2 separate regions of the Gossypium arboreum genome follow, and region 2 is linked to region 1. A link is a contact called in public Hi-C data. All regions are on one chromosome and are shown on one strand. The core of a region is the stretch at or near the end of the contact, and the rest is flanking DNA. Distances in the headings are between cores, read along the strand shown.

Region 1 (3,922 bases), core at 1,009-3,508:
CTCCTATTTTTATAATTTAAAAATATCAATCCAATCATTAACATTGTTAGTATTTTTTGTAAAAACTTGTCAACTTGGCATATTAATTAGGCTATCATCATATGATGTGGTCTATGAATGAAAAATAAATATGTTAAGTTGATAAATTCTTATGGAAACTACCAATAATGACAATGATTGTACTAAGATTTTTAAATTGAAAAAGTAGAAGGATTTACTTTTTAACTTTTAAAGTATAAGGACTAAATCTCAAATTCTATAAAGGTATAATGACTAATAGTATATTTTAAACTTATTATAAATTATTAAAATATTCTATTTTTTAGAAAATTTAAAAATATTAAATTTTATAAAATTAAAACTTACTACCTCTACTATAAAATTAAACTATTTGTAAAATAATTAAAAATCAAATAAACCCTCCATGTGAGGCACTACGTCATCGCCACTTTATTATTTTTTCACACCAGTTGGCATGTCATCACTTAACAACATATCAAGAGCTTGGACGGAAAAACTATATTTTAGGGACTCTATTGATTGTTAACTTTTGATTAAGAGCACAACCGATTCCAATTCTTGATTAAGGGTTAAATTGATTTTTTAATCTTTTTATGATTTTGTTTTTGCATTTAAGCTTATTATATAACTTTTTTCCACATGTTCATTTATTTGTTTTATCATAAATTATATTGTATTTTAATTTTTTGTTCAATTTTAGTTTTAGTCATTTTACTAAGATAAAAATTAAGATTTAATCCCCACTTTAATTTAACATTATTTGGTTCTCTCCTTTTATAATATTACTAGTATATTCAAATTAGATTTGTTCAAAGGTTGGACTCATAAGCCCAAAGCTCCATCTGATATTTGGAAAGAATTGGACAAAAATATTAAGCTAAAAAATATGTTTCGACAAAAAAAATTAAGACAATTAAAAATATGACTAGGTTAGGGCTCTAATATTTAAGATCGAGCTTAGTCTAGTTTGGCTCATTTTAATATTGTAATATATATTATATTATTTTATTATATATATTTTGTATTTTATAACACATAAAAATTAAATTTAGAGTAATATTTAATACTATAAGGTGAATATTAAAAAATATGTTAACCATGCTTAAAATTTTGGGTTAATATATTATTTGACACCGAGTTTGACTTTAATATTTAATTTTATATTTAAATTTTTATGTCCTAATTAAGCGCCTAAGTTTGATTTCAATGTTTAATTTGGTACTTTTTTTCTAATTAAGTTTCTATGTTTTTTTTACTATAGCACATATGTAAAAATCTTCATTCTTCCATGATTTCGTTTAATATAGATACCAAATGAAACATTGAAGCTAAATTTAGCTATCAAATAGTCTATTAATCCTATTTTTCTTAATAAAAGAAGAAAAACATATAAAATTGTTAAATATTATATTAAAACAAAAATTTTAACTAAAAAGAGCTTAGTTTTTTTTTTTACAAATATGAATGAATTTAGGTAAAATTTAAAGTTTATATTTACATCAAGCGAATTAAATTTGGACATACATATATTATATTAATACCATATAATGATTCAACCCATACCTAACTCTGGTCAAACTCATGAACACATTAACTACTGTTAAAGTGATATTGAGTTGAAATATTTTTAAAACATCAGATTAATTTTCTATTTGATTAAATGTGTTGTGTTAAATGAAATAACCTTAAAAGAAATTCCCAAATTCTTTTAATTGTGACACTTTACAATGTTATGAATTGGAATAGTCTATAAGAATAAGAATAGAGATCATATTGTTTTATATTGATTTACCTTTGAGAGTATTTTAGAATAATAAATGATTTCACGTATCGATTTGAAACCTATTGTCTTAAGTTTTATATATTTTTTTGTTTGTTTTCTATTGTTTAATAAATCTTTAGCTTTAGACTTTTTTCTGTTCTTATAACACGTTTTTTAGTATTGTTTATACATGTAATCTTAATTTTACTAGTAATTTTAAAGATAATTTTATTGTCATCCTCTCTAATTTGGTGAATACTCAATTTATTTGTCGATTAGTTTATTTATAAAATCTTTATTGCGTTGATAAAATTGTCATTCATCATCTACTATAAGTATTTACTATTTTTTTCTAAATTGAACACTTTTATTCCTTGAATGAATTAATAAATTTAGTATTTTTTCTCTTATTTGTATGCTTTCTAGGAAAGGACTAAAACCAGAATTAAACCTTCGCTTAGTTTTTTTTTTATATTATTATTATTATTATTATTTCTGTCGTATTAGGTCAAGACAGACAGACCCCCCAAGAAAATAGAGAAGAGTGAAGAGTTTGTATTATATATAAACTGTGAGGGAAACCGGAGGAGAGGTCGCAAAGCCTACCCTCGTAGTTCTCACTTCTTTCTTTTTATATCTTTGTCTCTCTCTACCTCTGTCTGAATTCTAAAGTCTCTCTTTTTTCCTCCCCTGTAAAAAAGCTTAAACAAAAAAATGGAGAACAATAACAACCAGGTCACGGGAGAGTTGAAGTCTGGGAATAAGAAGCAAGTTCGATTGTTTTACTGTATGGAGTGTGAAGAGCTTGCCCGCAAAGTTGCTGCTCACTCCCAACTCATTACCCTTCAATCTATCAACTGGAGGTATACTCACTTGCCTCAATTATTTCTTCAAAATCTTTGGTTTGTTTTCTCCTTTGAATGACAACTTTTCATGTTTCTGTTCTTTTGATTCTTTTCTTTTCTTTTCTTTTCTTTTGCATTTTTTTAAGGTGGGTGTTTTTCTTTCTTGCTTTTTGTTTAATCTGTCTGTAGAAAGGTTGAATTTTTTTTTTAAAAAAGTTGATAAAATGGTATATGATCAGATTGTGTGTTAGGATAAGTGGCAAAGAATTTCATGAACTCTTATAACAAAGCGTCTGTATTTTTATTTTCTTAAAAAAATTTGAGAAAAAAAGGGGAAAAGTTGTGCTCTTTATCTGGATGTGAATTCTTGGATCATCTTTGTTTTCTGCCACTTTGTTCTTATTCTTCAGTCTTATGAGACTCTGATCAACTTCCTTGTGTGTTTACTTCTGGGTTCTATATGTTATCTTTTTAGATGAGCAATTCATGCAATTTGCAAATGTAGTTCTGAGAACCTTGTTACAGCCAATGAATAGTAATCGTTGATCCAAAGGTGCCTGCTTGACAATGGACTTGGGAGCTTTTGTCAAGACTTGAAATAACTCGGTCCAAGTCTGTCAATTCTAAACCCACTCATAAGTTGGTCATCATGTTCAATAACATGGAAAATCAGCTTATTTTCTTGTTTTAACTTTCTCCCAAGAACACGCTAAACCTGTCTATGTTCTTACCTTTAAGTCCTCCACCGAGACTGAGCCAATATGTTGATAGATGCAAACTCCTTTACTTGTCAATTTTTTAATATCTACTATTTTCTTTATTTACACATGTTTTGCAATTTTTTTATGTTGACTGACCATGTGTTTCTTGCTTTCTTTTATTGCTGAAGCCTGTATCATGGCCAAATCAAGAACATTGAATCCTTTCAACATTATGTTGGCATTTCAACAGTGACTTTATTTTTCTGTCTTTAAACTTCCAATGTTTACAAATCTAGATTTGATTCCAGTGAGAGATATATATTAATAGTTTTAAACAAAGAGTATTATTATATGAAGAAATACTGAATTTCTTTCATTTACAGGAGCTTTGATGATGGATTTCCAAATCTTTTCATAAACAATGCACATGATATTCGAGGTCAGCATGTTGCTTTTCTCGCATCCTTCAGCTCCCCAGCTGTTATCTTTGAACAGCTTTCCGTCATATATAATCTTCCACGATTGTTTGTTGCTTCCTTCACTTTGGTTTTGCCATTCTTTCCAACTGGCTCCTTTGAGAGAATGGAAGAAGA
Region 2 (3,918 bases), core at 482-2,981, 150 kb after region 1:
AAATAGATAACAAAAAGATAATTCATTCAAAGCAAGCATAAACAGACCCCTTAAAGGAAACAAGGGATACTTTGCAATTGGAGATTTATATAATTATATGTAATATAATAGTATAGTGATCAAATTTGAATGTTTTCTTTCCAACATACAGCTAAATTTACCTAATACATAGTGGATGTTGCAGTTTGGTTCAAGGTAGTAACTTTACATCTAGTCTTCGGCTGTTTGAAGACAAGCTTCAAGCAATAAACAATTCAGTCTAGCTCAAATTCAGGGATTGTTACGAAGAGTTGTATGTACGATCACTTTTGACAGTCAGTACTTTGGTCAAACAGAAAGAAAGGAGAATGTGGCACAATTGTGTACTGTTCAGGCCATATGAGACTCAAACCATTTAAAAATCTCTTCAGATTGCAAACTAGTCATTTCATGATAGGCAAATGCAAGATTTAGCTCCTCCTCAATGGGATGCACCAAATCCTTTTCTAGCAAATTAGGCTTGCTATCCTGGAGAGCATCTTTCCAATGTGTCGCACGCCCATCCCGTTTCATATACCCATTCTCGTCGACAAAGCCTTTCTCCCTGAATAGGTTGAACAACGTAGCAGAAATAGTCTGATCAAGACTTGGGATTCTATCAGACAAAAAAGTTGGTGACAGAGGCAACTCCATGCATTCAATCTCTGCAACATCAACCCCTTTATTTCTCAAAACTTCAATGAATTCAGTTATTTTTTGTTGCCTACGTAAATCTTTTGGCATGTGCACAAAAAGGGTCGGTGGATAGTCCTCTCTAATGTCCATGTGATCAAATAATCCTTCAGCAATCATAAGTGTAATACTACTAAACTTCAAATCATTAGCAATTGCAGATACAAAATACCCACCAGAAGAGGCCCCCAAAGCCACAAGAGGAAGCTTTCCAAGTTTATGTCTCTTAACCCACCATGTTATAATATCTTCAACAATCAACCTTTCTTCCCCAAATGCCCAGCACCTCCCTGCGCTTGATATAGTCAAGACAGCAAATTTACGAGCAAGAGCATGAAGCACAAGCAGCCTTTCCTCAGGCAAACCAACACATTCAGGACATTTAGGAGACTTATCCCAAAAATTAACAGCTCTACCACTACATCCATGAGCTAGAAAAAGAACAGCCTTAGGCGAATCGGGTATTTGCCATATCAAATCCGTCCCATTCCGGAATTCTCTTTTTGGATTAAACTGCACCAAAGACTCAAACCTATTCCATTTTCTCTCCGGTGGCAGTCCGTATGCCTGAATCTGCTTTTCATCATTTCTGTGGAAAAGGAACACTAATGCTACTGAGACTGATACCACAAACATAACTGGGACCACAACCGGGTATTTTTTTTGTCCATGCCATGCCTTTAACTTTGTTCCACGATTCAGCATTGCTGACAACAGATTAACAATAACAGGCTTGAACACTTGTAAGCCTAAAGTCTAATTGAAACAATTCACTAATAAATTGAATCTAAGATTAGTCTAAAGTCTAAAAAAGGGTGGGTGTAATATAGATATTAAAGGTTGGACATTCCAAGATGTTATTTGTAGATCGCAAAAGATAGAATGATAGTTGAAGAACTGAAGAAGTCAAGACCTGGAAAATATTTGGGAGGGTAGTTGGAGATCTAATCTTCTGCTTTCCGAATTTCCAGAGAGCTTAGCTTCCGTTTCCAGTTCTTGCAGCTTTTGAATGGGTTAACCCGTTATCAAAAGGTTTAGGGTAAAGTACAAAAATGTCAATAAACTATTGATTTTGTTCTATTTTAGTCACTTAACTATTAATTATTTCAATTTAATCACTAAACTTTTTGAAATTAAATATTTTAGTCCCTTGTAGTTACGAGTGACAGGAAGTTGACTTGGGCTTTTTTTTTTTTGTCTAATAATAAATTTACCCCTCAATGTTTACAAATTTCGTCATTTTAATTCAAATTCTAAAATTTTAATAAATTTGACCCTCAATATTTACAACATGACAAATTTGAGACCAAAGTCTCAATTAATTAATCATCATAGTTGTATTGAACGAGGCAACTAAATCTATTTCCTCATATATTCTAATACAATACTTTAATGTAATTAGAATTAGGTTGAGAAAATAATTTAATTGGGTTAATTAATTAATTAATTAATATTTTAAGAATAGAAAATTAGCTATTAGATTGATTAAATGATATATGTTGGTTAGAAGTCCAAATAATATATATAATTATACCTGTACATAAGACAAGCTCAATATATCCATCTCAAATGAAAAGGGCAACAAACTTTAGTATCCATTAGGGTATGTCATCGCCTTAATATTTCATAGAAAGGAATATTGTATTTTTCTATTAAAATATTATTATTTAATAACATATTGTTAAAACTTTTGTAGCATTTTTCTTATAAATAGGAACTATGAAATAACCTAATTAACATAACATTTGGGGTCATTACTCCATCAGAAAACAATGACAATTTATTCACAAAATAAATTCTATGTTTTACTAAGGTAAAAAGGTTTTCTAATTTCTCATAGCAAAAAGTTAACTTTCACACTTAATCAAAGTTTTTATTATGTGTATTCAGTTGGTGTTGTGTGAACCTACACTTAAAGCATTCCAAAGTTCAAGAAAAGTAAGAAATATTGTTTGATAGAAAGTCAAGATACGACTTAGACTCATTCACGCAAAACATATGTAATAATTTGATTTATGGTTTATTATTATAAATTCCACGAGGCTCGATTTTAAGAAAAAAAATTAACTTCCATTGTGTAATGTTCACTATTTTCTTAACTATTCTTTCCAGCACCATATTCACACAAGGCCGCCCTTCTAAGTCATGAATCATATGGATATGGTTAAGTCGTTTCCTTTTATATGCTTGAGCATGAAATATCTTAGTATTAGCGTCCCCATGTCAGAGCCAAATAATTTTCGACCATTGTCTCCAATAAATAGCTTCCTGTGCTAAAAATTATTAAGTTTATGTTTGTTTATATGTTAAAAGTTTTATGAAAAATGTTTTCTAGTTAACAGACGATGATTTATAAGTTAATGCAAAATAATTTTTTTCTTATAAAATGATTTATGTTTTTAAAAGCATAAGTTATTTTTGAAAAAGAGTTCCTATATAAATAATTTTATTTTATATAAAATAACTTAAATCAAATTTAATATTATTATATTGAAAATAAATTTTATTTTATTCTAAAAATATTTAAAATTATTAAAATATTAATATAAAATATTATATTTTTCAATATCATTAAACATACATAATTATTAATTTATATTTAGTTATATAATAAATTATTAATATAATTAATATATTTATTATTTTAATAAATTATTTAATATTTTATTTTATTTTTAATAATAAATTTTAAAAATAATAATTTTAAATAATATTCTTTTGAAAATATTCAATATTAATATTTTAAAATAAATATTTATTACAATTATAAATATATTAATAATAGATGTTTTGTAGTATAAAAGTTCAAATATATGATAAGTCTATGTACTCTTCACAAAATTTTAATTTAGTTTCTGTACTTTTATTTTCAAGAATTTAGTCCCTCTACTTTTTAGATTTTAAAATCAAGTCCAATTGTTGACATTGTTAATTTTTTTTGTTGATGTCACATTTTTAAATAAAAAATACTCACTTGGTAGTTGTCGAAACCTTTTTTTTTAATGGACTTCTATTTAAAAAGAAAATGGAGTCGTCACCAATCCTTTTCATTAGGTGTGATTGGATCACCTAGTAATTAGATCATTTTAATAAAAATTTTAGATTCACTAAAACAATGATTTTTAGTTTACAAAATCTAGGAAACGGTTTGGGAGTCGGTTACGCACGAGGCAGGATTAGCACCCTCGTAATGCCTAGAATTGGTAC

What was found. Hi-C and Micro-C count contacts between places; a contact is called where the count stands out from the background.
Region 2: a Hi-C map of leaf shows a contact between it and region 1, with 2.6 times the contacts expected there. The contact joins the promoter of LOC108451754 here to the promoter of LOC108450215 in region 1. A contact is called at or near these places in 2 of 5 Hi-C or Micro-C datasets (both in leaf).

What each region holds. Positions count from the first base shown.
Region 1 is chr4:6,509,235-6,513,156 of ASM2569848v2, forward strand. LOC108450215 (ribose-phosphate pyrophosphokinase 4) reads left to right here and starts at 2,259. Exons shown (of 7, transcript XM_017747737.2): 1 at 2,259-2,646; 2 at 3,713-3,922. The coding sequence starts at 2,498.
Region 2 is chr4:6,663,061-6,666,978 of ASM2569848v2, forward strand. LOC108451754 reads right to left here and starts at 1,732. Exons shown (of 1, transcript XM_017749407.2): 1 at 85-1,732. The coding sequence starts at 1,416. The coding sequence ends at 370.